2 separate regions of the Mus musculus genome follow, and region 1 is linked to region 2. Evidence: chromatin contacts called from public promoter capture Hi-C data. All regions are on one chromosome and are shown on one strand. Each heading gives the region's core, a stretch centred on a gene start, on an enhancer-like site or on the middle of the called end of the contact. The rest is flanking DNA. Distances are from core to core; before and after follow the strand shown.

Region 1 (3,029 bases), core at 484-2,983, 2.7 Mb after region 2:
TAGAAAAAGACCTCAGAATAAAACCTCTCTTCCTAGTAACTAGATCTTGGGCTCTCTAGCCTCCACAATTGTAAGAAATCAGTTTCTGTTGTTTGAATCACACTGTCAATGGTTTGGGTTTAGTTTTCAAACACTCTAGACTTCACCTGTGACAACACTACATGAGCCTATCTCTGTCTGGATGAATATATAGAAAAGGGGAAAGAAGTTACAAGGCTTCTGCCATTGTCTCTGTACTTGATGTTTATATGCACTCAAATTTACCCTGCACTAGCAAAGTCCCTAAGGTTATTGCATTTCCCAGTGATTCTCAAGGGAGGTGAAGTCCTATAGCCCTAGCATCTGGCATAGAAGGAGGCAGGTCAGCAGGGAAGCTCACCCAGCATCAAGTGGCTGGCAAACACTAACCTAAACGTCTTCAAGCCCACAGCAATTCTAGTCAAAAGCTCTGCCTTAGAAGTATCTGATTTCTTAAAGATATAAAGCTTAAATCTAATAAATAATTCTTGGTTCCTAAAGAGAACATGTACATTCACATAGTGAAAAACTGACATAGTACGTGTGCACACAAAAGAAATGTATGTTTATAAAAGTAACCCTGTAGAGCATGTAAGATTTTAAGTAGGACATTTGATATAGGGCTTGAATCCATTTAATACAGGCCTTATTATTAAAGTAGCATCAATGCATAGAGACTAAAATCTGAAATCTTAGACTTACCTTGTCACATGAAAGTCTGCAAACTGGCAAACTGATACATGACGTCTCTTCTGCTTATTTAGCTTTTGGGCAGATATGACCAAATTTTCCATTTACTAGCACTGCATCTATGTTAGCTGTCATATTTTCACTGACCCACACAAATCTATAATTTCCTAACAACTAGAGATTTTAAAAACAAATAACTGTGACATTATGTTCCAGAACATTAATCCAGAGGTAAGTTATATTTCTATTCCACATGTTTGGCAAAGCTGCATGGGGCTTTTTATATGGGTGGGTAAATTCCATGTTGTTTCCTGTGTAGGTAGGTAGACTTTACATTGCTTGTTTTGTTTTAAACAGTGACACAACCAAGGAGGTGACAAATGGCTCCAGCAGTACTCAACTCTTCACATCTGCTCTCTGTTAATACAGTGGTGTCCACTTTGCCAACTCAGCAGCAAACAGGTTCCTGAGCCACTCCTGTCTAACCAGATACCCTAAGCCAACACCCTTTGATAAGGCTCCAAGGGTAGAGAAAAGGAAAAACCTCACTCACAGTTCAGAAAGAAAACACACTTTCTGTTTGCATTTATCTATACTGTATGCATAAATTACAAAAGCTAGTTTACAAATTCCACCAAAGCATTCTAACTCAGCAGTCATTAGTTACAGCTTCATTTTGATCAGGGCTGAAGAACATTGCTTATATAGACTTGGCAGGACCAGCAACACCCACTAGTCAAGAGCCAACTTTTGCCTTGCATTCTAACTTAAATTGATACTAAGATTAAGTAACATTTTCCCTGTCTCTTTTGAGTCAGGTTCTATATAGACTGAGTTTGTCTCAAATTCTTGCCTCAGCCTCACAGGTGCTGGTGTTTCAGTCACACACACACACACACACACACACACACACACACACACACACACACACACGACTCTCTCTAGTTGTATTTTACTGTGCCTGTTGAGTAATAAGAAGCATTTCCTGTTCTCCTGCCTGAAAGAGCAGCACCACTGAGACCTGCTAGTTCAAGCAGTCTGCTTTGTCATTGCTCCTTTGCCCAATAAGTTCTTTAGAGTAGTGGTTCTCAACCTGTGGGTTGCAATTCCTTTGTGGGGTCAAATGACTCTTTCACAGGGGTGGCCTAGAACCATCGGAAATCATATACTTACATTATGATTCATAACAGTAGCAAAATTACAGTTATGAAGTAACAATGATAATAATTTCATGGTTAGGGTCACATGAGGAACTATATTAAAGTGTTGCAGCATTAGGAAGCTTGAAAACCACTCTCTAGAACCATAAATCTTACCCACCAAAAATGTTTCACAGGCTTGTTTACCTTCTCAATGAATTCAAGAATGTAAAAGAATTCAGCTATTTATGTTTTGAAATCAGTTATTTCCCTCCAGTTCTTGGCAACTGCTGTGTGTGAGTGTGCATGCCGCATGTACCATGGTCTCTCACTACTCCTTTGTTTCCAGATTCCAGAGAAGTCGAGCGTCCTCCTGTCCCACGCTCAGTTCAGTAATGAGTACTGCAGCTCATTCAGCCCAGCTCCTTCTTACAAGCTACATTTCACTTAAGAAACGGTTTTGATTGATTTATATTATTTTTTATGAGTTCTTTGGCTGCATGTATTTATGTGCACCACATTCATGTCTGGTGCCTTCAGAAGCCAGAAGAGGCTATCGATCCCCTAAATCTTCAGTTATAGACAGTTACAAGTTATACGTGGGTGCTAGGAACTGAACCCAAGTGTTCTGGAAGAGAAACAAGTGCTGTTAACCACTGAGCCATCTTTCCAACCCCTACAAATTAATTTTTTTTCATTATGAAGAGAATTAGTCCTGGCTAGGGATGGGTGAAAGAAACTATGTGAATCCTGAGAAATGCTGCTAAGAGATAGTCTTCCTAAAATCAGCCAAGATGTTTTCTATTGTTATAAATCCTGTTTCCTTGTGTCTATGTAGCACCAAGTTTCCTATTCTAGAGTATGGAGAGAAGAATGACCTCACAGCAGACAAGACAGACACAAGACACAATCTTAAGACACTAGGCATCAAGCATTGATGGTAGCAGGCCCTGACAGAAAAAATAATGCAACTGTCCCTAGCTCCTGCCTGAAGGGCTCAGACTACTATAAGGACAGAGATCCAGGAAGGTTTGTCAACACCCTTGTGTTGAGGACATGGATCTAGGAGTGTGGATAGATCATGGCAACTGGAATTAACAAGGCAGGGTACACATTAAAAAGCATCCCACAGACATGCAAACCTCCCTCTATTTTGTATCGTTGCATGTGAGAAATGCCACA
Region 2 (3,402 bases), core at 658-3,157:
AGGGCCTTCTCCACCACTTGGTTCTGGCTTTAAGTTAGTTCCCACCCCTAGACTCTTAAGGAATCTGTTTGTTTGTACAGACCAAAGGACACTTTTTTTTTTTTTTTTTTTTTTAGAGCTTTCAAGTTATTTGTGGCAGATAGAGCACAGACTGAGAAAGCCACGGAAGGGCTGTGGGGGAGGGGGAAGGAGACAGATTTGATGGAAACTCAAAGCTGACTTTCTGTTTGTTGAAACACCTCTTCCTACTTCTTACCCCTCTCTGGCTCATATCTCTTTTATCTGGGACCCAGGGCCTTAGCCAACTACTTGGAAATCACAGGCTGACATTGCTAGATCTCTAGGGGGCATGGTTGGGTTTTTGGGAAGAGCCAGGAGGCAATATAGAACACCTGTATTGTGTCCGCACAGGGCCCTGACACTTGGCACACACTGTAGGGTGCTTGGCCACGTACTGCAGACATGGAACAAGAGGCAAATTAACTATGAAATTATGTTGCTTCCCGTAAAGGTTACAGACTACACTTGGAATTTCATCACCCCGTATTCTATGCCACCCCACACTCTGTACCTCACTCTAAGCATGGCTGACTTTTCCATGTAGAGCCTCCTTGTGGGTACACAAACTGAGTGTAGGTGGTATGACCTTGACTTTATATTCCAGAGGCAGTGAACATTCCCTCCCCACCTCTGGCATTTCTAGGTGGTTCTTTTACTGACTCATGCGCTTCCTGTCTCCATTCAACCTTTCAGCGACCCAGAGCGGCCCAACCCATTCTTTTCAGTAGAGAGAGGGACCTGAGATGTCGCAGGATTTCAGACAAGTTGGGAACTTGACTCCTGGCACTGTTTCTGCACATGGGCCAAGTGGGCAGATATTTTTTGTAGAGAACAGTCAGTTTGAGAGCCAGCAGCAGCTGGAGGGAAGTTGGTCTGAGTGTGGCTGACTCTTTATTTATACTTTTGCACACTGGAACCTGTGCATATTCACTTTACTGTTTAGAATCCTGAGACAAGCTTACTTTGGTAAGTGGGTGATAGTGGAAGTAAGAGAGCCTTGGTTGGTCCTCAAGTAGTTCAGTACCGAGTGTGGGGGTCACTTTTGAACTCAATACTTTGCCTGCTCTCAGATCACCTCAAATTTCTATCGGTGATAGTTCTGCTGGGTTTGGTCTGCAATTGCTGAGCCCAGGGTATATTGTTAAGCAGCTTTCCCCGAAACTCTTCTTCATGTGGTCAGATTGCTCTGTGCCTGTGGTCCCGTAGGTATTGAACAAGTCTGGCCACATTCTCCTGTGTTCCCTGGAGTGTGGTATGTGTACTGGGCCAGAATTGGTGCTCAAATATTGAGTAGGGAGTTTTTAAGAGCAAGCTCTAAGACTCAAAACAGAAAGTACCAAGAAGAGACTACTTCAGTGACAAGAGGTTAGTAAACACACATTTTTTTTTTTTTTTTTTTTGTAGGTGGGAATAGGCTGCCTTGCCGTAAACTCTACTCCTAGTCTTAATTCTATTATCTAAATAAGAATAATGGACACCTTTTATGTACTTTTTCTTTTAAGGTACTGGGAAAACAGAAGGAACATGAGACACAAAGTCATACATAAAACACATGGTTAGTCTGTCCCTTTAAAAAAACCTTTCAAGCCTTCATGAGGAGATTCCAAGCTTATTTTTCTTTCTCTAGCCTTTATCAGAAGGGACATAATTCCACAGCCCTAATGCAGCATGCTGACAGGCATCCTGCAAGTGCACACCAAGTGCTTGCTTGTGCCAGGCAGCGTGCCAGGGCCTTGGGTGGACATGGCAGACATGCAATTCTATTTTTGTGGTAGAGACAGACACTGGACACGCATACGGTCCGGGCAGCATAAGGAGTGCTTTGCAGAAGCAGGGGGCACTGTAAGAGTGGATTTGCCGAGGGCTCATGACCTCCCTTCCTCATGCAGAGGGGATGATGGGAGGAGGCAGGATTAGTCTCAGGACAGCTGCTCATAAAAGAGAGTGAGGTCATGTTGAAGCTGTGGCCAAATTGAATTTTCGTGGCTGGGTGAGTTTTTAAAACTTTGCAGAGCTGTCTTCAGTTTATATTCAGCCCCGGTTTCCGTGTTTGTTTCTGTAGCACCATGGAGCCGATCCCTAGTTCAGGCTGGCTTTTGGTGACAGCATCTCCCTTTCTGGTCCTAGTGACAACACGGAAGAAGTGCCAAGCGTTTGCCTGGTGGTCTGTCCTGGACAACTGGGCTGGACATTGACAAAGGAGACCTTGAGGACTCTTGAGCGTTCATGCCAGACCTGGGCAGGTGCCAGACCCCAGCCTCCAGCAGCCTTCAGATTCCAACCTCCATTTCCCTAGCTCTCTCATGCAGAAATGCCAGTTCTGGCCTTCATGTTTTCTCCCCGCAGCCTGCTTACTTTCCCAGATCTCTGTAGTGAGGGCATGGGCTGCATTTTAATCTTGACATTACTCTTTATTGTCATGGTTCTTTCCTTTTCCTCTGTCCCTTCCTCTCTTTCCTTTCTTCTTTCCCTTCCTCCTTATCTACTTCCTGCTTCCCCTTCATTCCCTTTTCTCTTTTTTCATTACCTTTTGATCTCCATTGGTGTGTGGGTGTGATTGATTGATTGCAAAATAAAATGATGCTGCTTGTAAGTAGCTGGTTTTCTTACAACCTGTGAATACAGATTCTGACCTCTGCAAACTTTCGGAGGGCATGCTCTTTTCATATGCAGTTATCAGGAGTAGGAGTCTTCATCCCAAGGACAGTGGGAAGTTCCCAAGCCTTTCCTGAAAAACTCTGAGGGATGCTTGCATAGTCCACAAAATTGTCTCGATGGCCACGTGTCAACCTGGCCACCAGTATCATCCCAGAAAAAGAATTATCTTCCTTTACTTTGACATAGCCATTGGGGCTCTTGCAGACTCCCAAAGCATAGCGCTGTGTAGGGCATAAAAGCCAAACCTTGAAGGCTTAGGGAGAAGAGCAGCAGAATGCTAGTTGCTGCACGACAGGGTGACTTTCAGGGGCCCACAACCTAAGCTTGATTTCTGTTCTGTACTGAAGGCCAGCTCCACTTTGAACATGGATCAGTACAGTACCCTGCAGTGCCTCTGTTAATCCTAGAGACAAAGCCTCCTGCAGCCCACTTTCTCCTACCAATAGCTTCCTGATTCTCTCCATCACAGACACAATGGCACTGGTAACACTGTCACTTTATTCTTCTGTTGTGTCTAGTTCTGTGGCCCGGAAAAGACAATGACAACATTCAGCAGGGTACTTCCTATTGCCTGCCTTGCCCCATCTAGCATAACAGAACAGCCAAGGCTTCATATCAGCTGAGCAGAGCAAAGGACTCTAACCTGGTCCTCTATCTACTTTATATCATGTCTAGATTATAAAT

Evidence for each region. Promoter capture Hi-C pulls out the DNA fragments that hold promoters and counts their contacts.
Region 1: a promoter capture Hi-C map of hippocampal neurons shows a contact between it and region 2, with 2.5 times the contacts expected there. The contact joins two enhancer-like sites. A contact is called at or near these places in 3 of 39 promoter capture datasets (the 3T3-L1 cell line, hippocampal neurons and pre-B cells).

The regions. Positions count from the first base shown.
Region 1 is chr11:65,738,873-65,741,901 of GRCm38.p6, forward strand. All of the region lies in intron 2 of Map2k4 (mitogen-activated protein kinase kinase 4), which reads right to left. Among named protein-coding and RNA genes, the nearest start is that of Mir744, 5.6 kb to the left of the region's middle. Within about 2 kb of position 1,734, at least 51 of the 459 cell types and tissues checked have an H3K27ac peak or open chromatin away from gene starts, as enhancers often do.
Region 2 is chr11:62,995,919-62,999,320 of GRCm38.p6, forward strand. All of the region lies in intron 2 of Cdrt4os1 (CMT1A duplicated region transcript 4, opposite strand 1), which reads right to left. Gm46284 (a long non-coding RNA gene) reads left to right here. Exons shown (of 2, transcript XR_001780234.1): 1 at 1-2,050; 2 at 2,188-3,402. Among named protein-coding and RNA genes, the nearest start is that of Gm46284, 3.3 kb to the left of the region's middle. Within about 2 kb of position 1,908, at least 71 of the 459 cell types and tissues checked have an H3K27ac peak or open chromatin away from gene starts, as enhancers often do.